2 separate regions of the Mus musculus genome follow, and region 2 is linked to region 1. Evidence: chromatin contacts called from public promoter capture Hi-C data. All regions are on one chromosome and are shown on one strand. Each heading gives the region's core, a stretch centred on a gene start, on an enhancer-like site or on the middle of the called end of the contact. The rest is flanking DNA. Distances are from core to core; before and after follow the strand shown. Region 1 has its middle 29 kb from the start of Gm30443. Region 2 overlaps Ptpn13 (protein tyrosine phosphatase, non-receptor type 13).

Evidence for each region. Capture Hi-C pulls out chosen DNA fragments and counts their contacts.
Region 2: a promoter capture Hi-C map of adipose tissue shows a contact between it and region 1. The contact joins two enhancer-like sites. A contact is called at or near these places in 1 of 484 Hi-C or Micro-C datasets (nephron progenitors), 4 of 115 datasets of contacts at active chromatin or transcription factors (embryonic fibroblasts, embryonic stem cells, fibro-adipogenic progenitors and 1 more) and 3 of 9 other capture datasets (adipose tissue, liver and pancreatic islet).

What each region holds. Positions count from the first base shown.
Region 1 is chr5:103,385,379-103,392,953 of GRCm38.p6, reverse strand. No RefSeq gene overlaps it. Among named protein-coding and RNA genes, the nearest start is that of Gm30443, 29 kb to the right of the region's middle. Within about 2 kb of position 5,308, at least 93 of the 459 cell types and tissues checked have an H3K27ac peak or open chromatin away from gene starts, as enhancers often do. A contact at or near this core is called in adipose tissue, where this site is marked.
Region 2 is chr5:103,524,404-103,531,778 of GRCm38.p6, reverse strand. Ptpn13 (protein tyrosine phosphatase, non-receptor type 13) reads right to left here. Exons shown (of 48, transcript NM_011204.2): 11 at 5,951-6,025; 12 at 5,665-5,845; 13 at 4,630-4,783; 14 at 2,877-3,015; 15 at 1,979-2,131. Among named protein-coding and RNA genes, the nearest start is that of Slc10a6, 100 kb to the left of the region's middle. Within about 2 kb of position 2,383, at least 7 of the 459 cell types and tissues checked have an H3K27ac peak or open chromatin away from gene starts, as enhancers often do. A contact at or near this core is called in adipose tissue, where this site is marked.

The DNA of each region.
Region 1 (7,575 bases), core at 4,059-6,558:
TGGCTACTCTGCAGGTTTTTCTGCCCCAGGACTGCCTAGAAATTGCTCTGTATTTTAAAAGTAAAAGGCAGCACTTCTATTCTTTTAGGTTGCTGGGGGTTTAGAGTGGGCCACAGCCTGTAGAAGAAATTTGATTTTATTAGAGAATCACCTAGTATTTTGTGAAGGGAAAGCAAAGTAGTTCTCTAATTACCATTTAACAAGGAATTTTTTAGTTCCTGAGGAAGGAGGCTTCATGTAGAAGGAACTAGGAAGTTGACTAGGAAGGCTAATGCAGATATTTCAGATTTCCTGCAATCCCATCAAATCTGTGGATAATGTAACACCGCATTTAATTAAAATAGTGACTCTTTTTCTGTCATCTGTGAAAGATGGGTAAAATAAGAGATCATGACATTAAAAGGAAAACAAGCCAGACATTAAAAGCGAGATACAGCCCGGCGGGGGTGGCGCATGCCTTTAATCCCAGCACTCCGAAGGCAGAGACAGGCATATTTCTGAGTTCGAGGCCAGCCTGGTCTACAGAGTGAGTTCCAGTACAGCCAGGGCTATACAGAGAAACCCTGTCTCGAAAACAAACAAACAAGCAAACAAACAAACAAACAAACAAACAAACAAGATAGATAGATACAAGCTGGTCAGTGGTGGCGCACGCCTTTAATCCCAGCACTCTGGAGGCTGAGGCAGGCAAATCTCTGATTTCAAGGTCAGCCTGGTCTACAGAGTGAGTTCAAGGACAGCCAGGGCTACACAGAGAGACTCTGTCTTGAAAAACAAAAGCAAAACCAAAAACAATAAATAAAGAAAAAATATTTTAAAAAAAGATAGATACAGATTGATCTCAGTCATATGACTCAAAGTCGATTGCATAGCTTTGTGACTACAGGTGACGACACCATGTTGTGCATATTTCGAAAGTCCTGAAGAAGGATTTTGGTGTTCTCACCATAAGGAAGTAAAAAATGTTTGAGGTCAGAGTTATGTTTGCTTTTGTTGAGCCATACCCAATGTGTATTGGAATATCATATGGTAATGCTATGCCTTCTAAGTACTTTTTCTCTTTTTCATCCTTTATTACCAGTTGTTTCTAGTCTCTCCTTCCTCACGTAACTGTCTCTGGGACAGCACAAGAAGAATTTTGGTTTAAATAAAAGGAGCAATTTTAAATGCAGTGAACTATGAAGTCAAGCTTAGTGGCTGGAATAATCTCCTGAGATCATGAAATTAAAATTGTTTAGTTTGCCCTGGTTTTACTCAGTATTGGAGCAGGCACAGGGCTTGTACTTACTTAGCCCCTAGTATCCCAGAAAACAACTCCCTCCCCAACCCAGCATCTGTATTGTATCAGGAGTTCTGGATGCAGTAAAGGGTAATGTTGATGCATTCATAACTGGTTAAACAGTCAGGGTCTTAATTTCTTTTTCTTCTTTCTTCTTCTTCTTCTTCTTCTTCTTCTTCTTCTTCTTCTTCTTCTTCTTCTTCTTCTTCTTCTTCTTCTTCTTCTTCTTCTTCTTCTTCTTCTTCTCCTTCTTCTTTTTCTTCTCCTTCTTCTTCTTCTTCTTCTTCTTCTTCTTCTTCTTCTTCTTCTTCTTCTTCTTCTTCTTCTTCTTTTTCCTCTTCTTCCTCTTCTTCCTCTCCTCCTCCTCCTCCTCTTCCTCCTCCTTCTCCTTCTTCTTTTTTGTTGTTATTTTTTGTTTTGTTTTGTTTTTGTTTTTTGAGACAGGGTTTCTCTGTATAGCCCTGGCTGTCCTGGAACTCATTCTGTAGACCAGGCTGGCCTCGAACTCAGAAATTCTCCTGCCTCTGCCTCCCAAGTGCTGGGATTAAAAGCATGCACCATCACTGCCCAGCAGGATCTTAATTTCTTATATTTTTGATTGTGAGCCTAGCCTTTAATGGAAAAGCAATCTCTCCAGCCCAGGGTCTTAATTTCTTATGACTATGAAATATGCAAGGATAATTTATAGATTCTCTTCAAGCTATTTAGTTAACAGTTTAGTTAATAGTTTCTCTATCTTTTATTGTTTCTGACACTTTCAAAATGGGATAAAATGTAAGCCTGATTTCCTTCCCATGTGATAGTTCACTATGCACATTTATTTTAGCTTGTTTGTGTGTGTGTGTGTGCATGCATGTGTGTGTGTGCATGTATGTGTATGTGTGTCTCTGTGTGTGATGGGTGTGCATGTGGAGGCCCAGGATTTTTGTCAGGTGTCTTTTCCTCAGTCACCCTCAGTGTTTACTTTTTGAGACACACAATCTCTCACTGAATCTGAAGCTCATGGTTCGGCGAGGCTCCCTGGCCAGTGAGTTTTGAGGAGTTAGCCTGTCAGGCCTGAGTTTATGAACATGTGCTGCCATGCCCAGCTTTAAAAATCTTTTTAATTACACTTAATGTGTGCTTGTGTGTGTGCTCCTGTGCATGTGTGTGTGCCTGTGTATAGAGCAAAGGACAACTTGCAGGAATGGCTTGTCTCTTTCCACCATGTAGATCTCAGGGATATAACTCATGTAGATCTCAGGGATATAACTCAGGTCATCTTGGTGGCAGGCACTTTTATCCACTGAGGCATCTCTGTGGTCTCATGTCTGATTTCAGGGATTCAAACTTAGGTTTATGGTATCAAGACCTTACTCACTGAGCCATCTTACCAAGGTCTTGTTCAGTGTGGTGTTTAAATGACCAAAACGAAAGAACTCCAGGAAAGATGTAGAGATTCAATAAATACAACATAGAGCATGGAAATGTATAAAATACTATTATTTAGTTGTTTGAGATTTAGTTTAAGGCTAAATACTATAGGAAATTAAGTTGTTAAGCTAATGAGCATATACTCAGATATGTTTAAGACATTCAACTTATGGCCGGGCGGTGGTGGCGCATGCCTTTAATCCCAGCACTTGGGAGGCAGAGGCAGGCGGATTTCTGAGTTCGAGGACAGCCTGGTCTACAAAGTGAGTTCCAGGACAGCCAGGGCTATACAGAGAAACCCTGTCTCGAAAAACCGAAAAAAAAAAAAAAAAAGACATTCAACTTAGGGACTCAGGATAGAAGTATGGAAGACCGATGACGATACACATGCACAATTTAGTCTAGAAAAAGTGGCAAGCATGGATATAAACAGATATACAGAGATAAAAGTCCACATAGCAAGCGAGATGGCTGCAGAAGGCTGGACCGTGGAAAGGCCTGGAAACAGATGGGAATTTGCTATGCACAGAGAAGAAGAGAGGGCATTTCAGGCGAAGAGAACAAAATGTGCAGAGGCATGGAGATCTGGAGAGATATGTGAGAGGCTCCCTGTGGTCTGAGTTTAGGGTTGCAGTGGGAAGTAGAAGGGAAGTGAAACTGGAACAGACTTGCATCAGGAGGGGACTGTACCCAGACAAAAGGCTTCTGGAGAACAGCTAGTGGGAAATCAGAGACAACGGGAAAGAGATCATCATATTTGGTTAGTAAGAAAGGAAATTATAACAGGAATGTTAGAGGACAGACTGCAGGGGGCTGATGGGAAAGTGCCCACATAGGACGATGTGGCATTAGTAAGGGTGGAAATCATAAAAGGACCAATTAAATTAGTGGCTGTAGAAATGGTGAGGAGTGACGACATTTTGGATACAATCTGAAATAAAAATGATTGGACTTAGATGCTCAAGAACAGGAAGAGGGTTTGGTTTTGTTTTTTTTTTAAATTTCTTTCTCTCTCCTCCCTCCCTTCCTTCCTCCTTCCCTCCCTCCCTCTCTCCCTCCCACTCTCTCCCCTTCTCCCTCCCTCTCTTCCTCCTTCTGCTCCTCCCTTCCTCCTTCCCTCTCTATCCTTCCCTCTGTCCCTTCTCTCCTTGTTTCTTCTCTTTTCTTCCTTACCAAGTTCCTATTACATAGGTCAGGCTGGTCTTAAACTCAAGATCTCCCTTGTGGTGCTGGGATTTTGAGGACACGCTTTAGCCCCTTCCTTGGGGAGATTGGAGTGTGTGAAGTCATTTAACCATGGTGGTACGGTTTAGGGAAATAATGATCATGTCAGTATCTTATATTTCATAAAGGTCTGTGTTTTCTACTCTTTTTTTTTTTTTTTTTTTTTTAAGATTAATTTATTTATATGTAAGTACACTGTAGCTGTCTTCAGACACTCCAGAAGAGGGAGTCAGATCTCGTTACGGATGGTTGTGAGCCACCATGTGGTTGCTGGGATTTGAACTCCTGACCTTCGGAAGAGCAGTCGGGTGCTCTTACCCACTGAGCCATCTCACCAGCCCGTGTTTTCTACTCTTTAGTGATCTCACAATACAGGCAGAATGAAGTAATGTTAATTTCTTATTATTTTTTTTTTTTTTTTACTTCCTTCTGTCCATGAGCTATCTAACAAGCTTCCTCTCTCCTGCAATACTTTGTTATCATGGCAGTTCTGGCCAGCATTTTATGTTTATGGGTTTAAGAGTAGAAATCTGTCATTAAGGAATATTGATTTATTAAAATATAATGAGAGTGGTTTATAATAAATATATCTATAAAAGGTGTGCAAGAAGGAGTTTCAGAGAGGGAAAAGGAAGGATGGTATGAGCCTCGGACTGGGAGGGAGAGAGTTCTCCATAGAGCTCATGTTGCTGCACAGCCCTGGGAAGAATGGCTGAACCCTTGGGATTCTCTTTTCATGGGCGCTTGTATAGAGAACAACCTTGCAAGAGGAGCATCTCTGTCGCTAGAGCAGAGGGCAGGTTTGTTTGCTCCCTTTCACAAAGATAAGTTTCCTCCCAGGACAAAGGTTTGCAGGTCTGGCAGCAGCTCTAAGCTGCTGGTGTTTGCCGGGCTCAGTCTCTTAGCAGGTGTGTGGACCAAGTACCAATGCAAAAGTCCCCGTCGCTGCTTCACACCACACTCCCCAGACAAGTGCAGACCAAATGGCAGGAACATGAACCACATGCTGTCCGCTGTTCCGCAAGGGATAGAGTCCTTCTTCCCCGGCCCAGAAGCCTCGTCTCTTGCCAGCATGTGCAGGCCTGTAGCAAGCTACAGCTTTTGGGTGTTGACAGACAAGGGCTCTTGGGAACTGAGTGAGTGCCTGGGACTCAACAGGGAAGGCTCAAGGGGAGTGGTTCTGTGCAGATGACTGTGAGTGTTTAGGCTTAGTGGTTGGAGCTAAGATTGGAAGTCACACAGAGGATGTTGGGCCTGTTGTTTACTCAGTGGCGCTGGGAGAAAGAGTGAAAGAGGAGTCTCAGAGCTGCTGAGGGGCTGAGTGGCTCACAAAACCACCAGAACTGTAGTTTGCCGGGTCACTAACAGTACAGAGCCAATGTGTTCTGCTTGTTGGCCTGCAGCCACAGTCTTGATGAGCACTCCAGAGCACTTCCGCCATCTCCTTTGCCCAGACCTCAGCTGTTTAAACGAGGAAGGGAGTTAAAAGCAAGGTCAAGGTTTTCCCTGTTGCCATAGGGACCTAAAAACCCCAAGCTCCCCTGCACATTGTGGAATTTAAGGCAAATGATATACTCAAATCCGGCATTTTATTAGACACAGACAGTCAAGTTGTCCATTCTAGCCAGTTTCTTAAGGGCAAATAGAGCCCAGACTATTTTATTTTTTCAACTCAGTATTTACAGTAGGGTGTGATACTAACATGAATTGTTTTCTGACATGCCCTCCACGCTCTATTTCCCTCCTCGGATCTCATCTTCTCACTCTCTGATCCTTTTTTCTGCAGTTTTAGAGATACGATTTCATTCACATCTGTGGGGTTTGAAGGAGAATGCCAATCATAGGCATCTAGATTTGCAAGCTTAGTCCTCCTCAGCTCACAAACTATTCAGAAGGATTGGGAAGTGTGTCCTTGATGGCGGATGTGTGTGTGTCTCTCTGCATGGTACTTGTGGATCAGGATGTAAAACACTCAGCTACTGCTCCAGCATCCTTCCTGCCTGCCTGCCTCCTATCATGATAATCATTGGCTAACCCTCTAAAACTGTAACTCCACCCCACTTTTGTGATTTGTAAGAGTTGCCTTGGTTATGGGGTCGGTCTCTTCACAGCAATAGAATAGTGACTAAGACATCATTCTAGGACATCTTTTTATGATTTCAAAACCTCTATCCAATTCCAACTTATAATTTCCAGTCCTAATCAATCTTTTCAAGAGGATCTTGGCTATCTCACAGGCATAGACATGCCAACCAAACTTGCTTTGTCAAGTTTTCTACAAGTGTGTGTGTGTGTGTGTGTGTGTGTGTGTGTGTGTGTGTGAGAGAGAGAGAGAGAGAGAGAGAGAGAGAGAGAGCATGTGCATGTGCTGATGTGTGTGATTGAGATTTGAATCTAGGGCCTGCTGCATACTAAGTTATTCTACCATTGCCTTGCAACACCAGCTCCTAATCTATGTAAACTGTGAGCCAAGAGAAACGCCCCACCTTAAGTTGCTTTGTAAGGCATTTTGCCACAGCCTTGAGAACAGTAATGAACATTCTTTCAGCCCGGCGTCTCTGTTATCATACACATTTGTTCAGATCACTTTAGACTAGCCATGTTTCAAATGGTCACGTCCAGATGTTCAGCGTGGTTTATATAGCACTGTATGAAATAAGAGAACCAGGCTTCTGCTGTAGCCTCTGCTTAAAAGTCCACTTCTCCTGCGGAAGAGCTGAGTCAGCTCCGCTCATCACGTGTGCAGGCCAGTTACCAGGAAGAAGATATGGACAGAGACAGGCCTGTCCTGTCCCCTTGAGACGACTCCCTAGAAAGGTTTACATTCTTCTTGTCAACATTTTACCGCAGGATAGGAAGATATTTAAGTCAAAGGAGTTTGTGAAAGGTAGCTTTTATTTCAGATGGCCATGAGCTGATAAATGCTAGAAATTCTGTTGCAAAGACCCTGAAGAGTCAAAGTAATCCTGAGCAAAGAGAACAACGCAGGAAGGATCTCCATTCTAGGTCTTAAGATACATTAGAGCTGTAGTAACAGAAACAATAGTTATTGATACAAAAACCGAAACATAAGACAAAGGAACAAAATCAAAGGCCCAAGGGTGGCCACTTAGTATTTTACCAAGACTCGGATAACATATGCTGACAAAGGAAGTGTCTTCAACAAATGGGGCTGGGAAAACTGGATGTCCACGAATGAGATTAGATCTGGATCTATAGTCTTACATAAATTAGGTTTTTATATATTACTTGTATAAATTTAAATTCTCATACTAACTCCAAATGGATCAAAGACCTAAACCTGAAACACTGAAACTTCCAGAGGACAGCATAAGCAGTGTCCTAGAAGACATAGATATGAGGAAGGATATTGTGTCCCACTCGACCGGCAAGAAAGACACAACAAACCGGAATCTTCCGCGGCAAAAGCTTTATTGCTTACTTCTTCAGGAAGACCCTGAACAGGGAAAATGGCTCCGCTTTGCGGTGTGACATTTCAGCACCTGATATGGCGTGACAGCTCCTGATTCGTTGCTCGCCCATCACCCCACTATTACACCCCGATAATGAGAGTGACTAGGAATGAGTTCACTCTCGCACCTGCGTACAAGGCTTGTTTACTAGTTAGGCACAGCGGAGGCCAGCACCATCTTATAATG
Region 2 (7,375 bases), core at 1,134-3,633, 140 kb before region 1:
GTCAATGCTTTATTTTTTGTCCTTGTACCTACAACACATGTTCCATTCCCAGTTCATGACCTCGAGTGACCAGGGAACGATCTCATACCTGACCTAAAGGAATGTTTTCCTTCATTGTAAACTTGTTCCAAGCCTGATTTCTTTTTTTCGTGCAATTAGCCTGTGACACATGAAGCTCTACAGAGCTCTACCTGCAGCTTCTATACTATAGAGGACTTGTACTTGCATAAATTTAGGAACTCTATAAAATTATTATTAGGAATTATGAAATCATCAACTTGTCTCCACAGCATTACTATATGAGAGTACATCTTCATGCTGATTTGTAGAAAGTCTGCGTAATAGGGTGGGCAGATGCCCAGGAATCATTAGGCTGTCTAATAGTGACAGGAAAGATATATCAACTACAAAAAGCAATCCTGGGATGAAGTCTCTAAGAACCCTGCATTCTTAGTGCTCATCCATAGCAGGCCATAAAAAATGGTGGGCCATCTCCACTTGCATGTCTTTAGCTTTTCTTAAATGGCTTCTGACAGTCAGTGACAGAATTTAAGGGCAGACTCAGACTGAGAAATAAGTATATGTCAGGCATGCATCTGGCAAAGGAACTATATCCATAATATATAATGGAAGCATGCTTTGCTGAGTCAATCGGATGGGAGTGAAATTGAAAAATGTTTAAGTGTACATATGAAAAAAGCAGCTAGGTAAGTGGAAAATGAAACACAAGAAAATAGTCAATGAAAATAGTAAGAAAGACAAACTAAACTAAACTTGTAATTCTGGGGCTGAAGAAATGACTCAGTGCTTAGGATCACACACTGCTCTATACAGATTCCCAGCACCCATGTAGAGTGACTCACAATAGTGTATAAGTCCAGCTCTAGAGCTGGGACAATGTGGCTTCCATGGATACCTACACTTACGTGTGCACGTACACACACACACAGACACAAACATGTACATAATTTGCACACGTGTGTGTGTATGTACAAGCAATATTAGAAATCAATAAATCTAAAAGCTATCTTTAAATACCCTAAACACCATCACTTCTTACCCACCCTCAGGGCTAAGATGGAAAGGGCAGAGGAGAACACAGCTGTCTCTGCGGAGAGCGGGACCTGCGCTGCATTTGAGGAGGTGGCTAGAGAGCTGCAGAGCTTCAGCATCCTTATAAACACACATTGCTGTTGAGCGCGTCCAGGTACTGAACACAACGGCTATGGAGAACTGAGTTCACAGCCTGACCTCAAGTGTGCACTGAAAGCAACCCTCTTTGGCTTTCTTATCACGAATCCCTTAAAGATAAAAAACTTTAGAGATGTTATGACGCCTCTTCTGAGATATGTATGGAATGAGAAACTTGGCTCTCTACACTATGGATCAGCAAACAGAAGGTATACTCTCCCCGTGGCTGCTGGAACTGAATGTTCTCTAAGCTTCTTATATTGAAAGCTTACTTAGTTCACCCTTTCCTATCATAAATACACTTTATTTATCCGTAAGCTAACACGAAGCTGATGGCAAAGCTCAACCCATGAGCCACTTTTTTCAGACGTTTTGTATCTATGAGGTAATTATCATTCATACAAAGACCAATTCTCATCTGCAGAACAAGGGTAAGCAGTTCTAGAATGAGTGTGAACTTGCCCCTCACACCTACTCAGTCAGTTCAACTGTTTCTTTTTGTGAAACAGCTTGATTTTTCAGACACAGAACAGGGTGAAGACACAGGATTCACAGGAAGGCAGCAGGTGTGGGTTTAAGTAAGGGTTCTGTCCCCATGGTGCTCCCGACCATAAAGCATCATGATTTCTTTGAGCTGCGTTTTCTCTTTCACAGACGAGAACTAAACTGCTATAGTTTCAGGCAGAAAGCAGAAGCAAGCAGCCGGAGACTGCAGAGGGTCAGATACCAACCCCCAGCTTCTACGAACCTGCAATACTGCTTATTACTGGTCACTCTGCATGCTTACCTTTAAGAACTCTAGCTCTGTCTCCTTCTCGGAAGCGCCTGCATAGGTGTTATGCAGTTTGGGTAACTCTTCTTTAATGTAGGACACGTCCAGCTTCTCCATCACCCTGGCGGGCAGGTAATGTTCCAGGCGAAAGTAGGACACGCCATGAACCTAGGGGGAAGAATGCTGTTGTCAACAGTCCTGCTTGCCTATCGCTGATGTCAGGCCTCTTCCTCCTGTCTTAAAGTTCTTGTCTCTGCTGAGAGAAGAAATGCTTTAACCTCTCTCTAGAGAATGCATCTCTCTCTTCTTTGGTGAGTTAGAATAGCTGGACTTATTGGCAAGTCTCAAGGGAGGACACAGAGGGCCTTGTGCCATTACAGCTGAAGCGTAATGTGGTAATGCAGTGGGCAGGATCTATCATCTGCTTCCTACTAGGTCTCTTTCATTCAAGAACATGGAGCTTTGAGCATGGTTCTTTGTACCATGGCCTCTGCCTGGCACGGCCTGACACTGTGTGAAAGGCATCCTCAAGTCCATTCTTGACCAATACGTCCTCTACTGAGTCTCTTTATTGCTTAGAATATGGGGGATAGAGGGTTTGGAGCTCGATAACCCTAACCTCCAAAACAAGACAGTTTTAAACAGAATAATCAGAATCCATCTATGGGATAGGTCCGTGTGTGGTGAGCCAGGGCACTATGAGGAACCAAAGGAGTTTAAGATCATTGTAAGGTCAGCCATGATTTCCGCTAAGAATAGTGCGAAGGCTGATGATGTAACTCGGTGGGAAACGCTTATCTGGCATGCCCTGGTTTTGACAGCCAGCATCGAAGCAAAGCAAAGCAAAACACAGATAGAAAATGAACACATTTACCGATACCTACTTCATCAGGCACGAGGAAAACAAGCCTACCTCTGGCTGATAATCTCCATACTCTGCCTGGAGAGCCAAGGATGCAAGAAGCAGGGCGGCCTCGTCGTCACAGTGCACCCTCTCATCCAGAAGGTCTTTCCTCAGCTGAAGGTAATACTGATGGCACGTGAGGTCATGTCTGTTGAAATATGGGTGCACACGCATACCTTGACTTTTGAGGTCAAATCCTGGGAGGATTCTGATCATATGCATAGTTTCTAACATATATGTTTCCAACTACGGTTGTTATTAAGCTGTTTTAGGGCACTCAAAGTGCAAGTTCGACCACTGCCTTGCTTGGCCACCATCAGGAAGCTTCTTGTTGCAGTAAATGGGAACTAACAGGGAGAGCCACGGCAGGATAATGAGCAGAAAGTGAGAGGCTTTGGAGCGCTTGGTCCTAAAGGGGATGTCTCCATCAAACCCTGCCCTCGGGGTTCAGGGAGCTATGTGGCAGAGGAGGTGACACACTGTAAGTTGCATGGCTCTGTGTTGGGCATACAGGACCCAGGACTGGTGTACAGAGACTGGTAGCACATACAGACCTGCACAGGTTCAAGCCCGACAGGGTCTCAGTCCTGAGAGTGGGGAGTGGACACAGGCTCCTACCAATAACCAAAAAGCTACCTGCAATTGATAACTGCTTGCAAAGGAAAAATTATTTTCTCCAGTGGAGTCTCTTGGGGCATGGCGCCCATACTTAAGAGCAGGTTCAAGCCCAGTTGTAGGCAGGCAACACAAACCCAACTCAGTGGTAGTTTGTAGACCTTCTGTTTCAATTTGCTTTGTTTGCGCTTGTTTATTTTGTCTTCTTGGTCATTTGTTTGTGTATTTTGCTTTCTGGTTTTGAGGGTTTCTGTGTGTATTTCTTTTTCTTGTTTATTTACTTTGTTATGAGAGAGAGAGAGAGAGAGAGAATGAGAGAGGAGTTGAGTAAGTGGGGAGAATCTGGGGGAGATAAGGAAGGAGAAAATGTGACCAGAATTATTTTTTTTCCAATAAAACAATTTTTTTAAAAAGAAATTGTTTAAGGGCAATACTGACAGCACGTTAGTTTGCAGGCCATATGAACACTCCATGAGCTGTACAAATGCCTGAAGTTATGAAAAGTACCAGACCTTGTACAAAGCATTTCCCTAAGCGCACACTTGCTGGGTCAAGGCTAATGTACAGTTTAGGGGCAGTAACCGATGACAGGGAACTCAGTCTCACAGAGTGTCTCGCTTCCTTGCTAGGTCAAGAGCTTTTACCTGCTCTCTTTAAGGAAGCACTGTACAGCTCCCTGGCCTGCCAGAGCTGCCAGTCACAACTCCTGTGCTTTGGAGTCACCAGTAAGTAGTGGCTTCGCCAACAGGAGCACAGTGGTGTCACTGAACTGATGACATGAGGCAGTTAAGCAATTAACAGGCAGGAGGTGAACGCTGCACGGGTACCCGGGGTGAAGGGACAGCTTGTGCCCTAGGCAGAGTGTAAAGGGTGACAGATTTCATCAAAACACTCAGAGCGCCACATAACAGAGAGGAATGAAAACTGTTTGTGGACGGAATTTTCCAGAGCGGTGTCTGATCATGAATGAGCACTAGTGACTGAAACCATGGCCACAAGAACACGGATGAAGGAGGATCGTTACGTTTCTTTTAAATGAAAAAGAAGAGATCGTCCTGGATCCAAATCAAGGGGTTTGTGCCAGTCGGATAAAGAGGTCAGCAGAGCGGGCCCGGAAAGAGCAAGAGAGAAAGCCTTGTGCACTCACTGTATCAGACTAACATCATCCATGAAAAATTTAATTCGGAAAAACAACGTAAAGTCAACGGCGGCCTTGCCCTTTCTCTTCGGTTCTTCCTTCCACCCCTCCGGGGCCACTTTGGTTAATTTTAAGTCAGGATCAACAAAGAAATATTCATTCTCTGAAACAGAATGAGAAAGGCATTCAGCAAGCATGGAGAGTTTTCCTTTGATGTCTTCATCTCTGTTGAATGTATTAAAAAAAAAAAGAACAAGGCCCTTCAGAAGTACAGCAGGGGCTGAGCACTGCATAAGGCTGGCTTCAGTGTGGATCAGTCTTCAAAAGCAGACAGAGACAGGCAGACCTGGACTGAGATCCCAGCCATGTCTTACTGCCCGTGAGATAAATTCCTCTTCCACCCCGGGCATCGATCTCCCTGTCGGTAAGACCAGGATGATGCTAGATTCTGCACTGTAGGATATTATAATAATCCAATGACAAAATAAAGTGCGCTGGAAGCCAACCCTTAGAGCACAGGTCTGCAGTGAGTATTAGCTAGTAGTCACTAATTAAACAGCTGGTCTATAAAGCCTGACGTGCACAGAATGTTTAAGAAATTAAGAGATCTGTCTCAAAGGTATCTGCGGGTAGACAACACTATCTGGTCAGTCCAGGATGGGGGTGGGGTGAGTAAGTCCTAGAGGTAGGTCCTAGCTCTTTCCACCCCTCTGGGGCTACATTTCTTTATTTTAAATCGAGATTTAAAAAAAAAAAGTACTGATTGCACACTTAATGGGTGACTCTACAGGATGAATTATTCATTTTTAAGGCACAAGCATTTAAAAAAATCTACATAGATATGGAAAGAGCCTCACAAACACAATAAATGAAACTGGGAAAAAGTCTCTAAGTGCCTTCTGTTCCTTCTCAGCGTCCACCGTCCTGCCTATTTAATTACTCTTTCCCCCGCCCCCGAATGAAGCCTGGCTCAATAAGAGGTCCAGGGTGCCATCTTGATGCCAGGTTTTCCACTGCGAACTCTGAATCAAAACATGGAGATACCTTTGCGGGTGGCGAGAGCAAACAAATGGTGCTCCACCAAGCCGATGTGCGCCACCACCATGTCGAACACATCCTTGCAGATGGTCTTGGTGTCGCAGGTGAGCTCCAGCCGCTGCCCGCTCAGGAGCCTTATGTTCACTTTCCGCCGCTGGTCCTCACTCTTCCCCTTCTTGGTCTGCGACTGAAAAGAAGTCTTTATTAAAGCAGCCCTCGACCACTTAGACTTGCTTTAGAGGATCACGGGACACATGCCCTCAGAGGGACAGAAGCTGGAGTTACTACTTACGAGGATAGACCGTGGCAAATCCAAAGATACAAATGGCTCAACCGTCATCTTCACAAACTCAGGTCCAAAGAAATTCTGCAAGTCATACAAGCGGAATAAATTATTTTTACTATTTATCCTAGGTCCTTATTTAAAAGGCAGCAATGCAGTAATAACAAAGCACACATCAGAAGAAGAGGCTGCAAAGCAAGTGTAGAAACTTTGAGTGAAGGACACTGGCTTTTGCTTAGAAGTGGAGCATGCTTTATGCAGAGATTTTTATGGTGTGTGCACCCCTCTTTGTGTGTGTGTGTGTGTGTGTGTGTGTGTGTGTATGTGTATATATATATTTATGTGGGTGGCTAAAACTAAGGTATGGGGAGAGGGTCTGTGCATGTGAGTGCTCCCATGCTTGTAGAGAATTATCACACTTGAAGCCCATATCATTTGTATGCCATCCTATTTATCACCTCGTTTTGATACAGGTATGGTTATAATATTTAAATGGTAAACTTTCATCAAATTCCTTCCATTTACCTCAGAATACATTTAGTCGTGTTTTATTGTCAGTCTAAAACTTTGGAGTGGTACATTGTCTAAGGAATTAATTCCACATATAAAAGATTAGGGTGATGAAATGTTCACAATACTCCTTGAGAAAACAGTCCCAGTTCACAGTTATGTTCAGGGTCTAGTACTTAAAGAAGAATATGGCAAACAGAAAGGCCTTCCCTGATCAGAATGTGAGATCCAGCATTTTCCTTCCTGCCTTGAATATTGGGGTGAGAACCTGAGGCTTGGCGTTAGTCCAATTGTCTCTGAGAGGCTCGGCAGGGCTGGGGAGAGGGTCCGGCAGTCAGCACAGGCTGCTCCTAAAAGGAGGGGACTGCAGCCCAGTTTTCCTGTACCCACACGGCAGCTCATAACCCTTAGAAACTCCAGCTCTCGGGGACTCTCGGAGTGTGGTGTTTTATCCTCTACAGGCCCTAGGCACGCATGCATGTGTGCACAGACACATATGCAGGGAAAACACTCATACACATAAGATGATGTTCCTGATGGTGGTGGTGAGAGAATTTTATAGAAAAAGAGACTCAGTAAGTGAGGGCCCTGAATGCCTGAGCAGAGGTGGATGGACTTACAAAAGTATTCCTGCTCCTGAACCAGCCTTGACCTCCACAGCTCATCTGTTAACTATGGGCTAATGGATTCCTTACTATAAGGAAGTGGCTTCCTGTTATACTGAAAAAAGCCAGGTGCCCTCAAGGATCATATATGTGTTACTCATATTTTTGTCTTTGTTTTCTTCCTAAGCATTTCTCCTGAGATGGGTGTGCTCTGCTGCTCAGATATTCTTCACACTGCTAGACAATGAGCTTGCTTCAACTTCCTGAGACTAAAAGGACAGATATCCGATGCCGGGAAATACATGTGTATTTCTCTCTG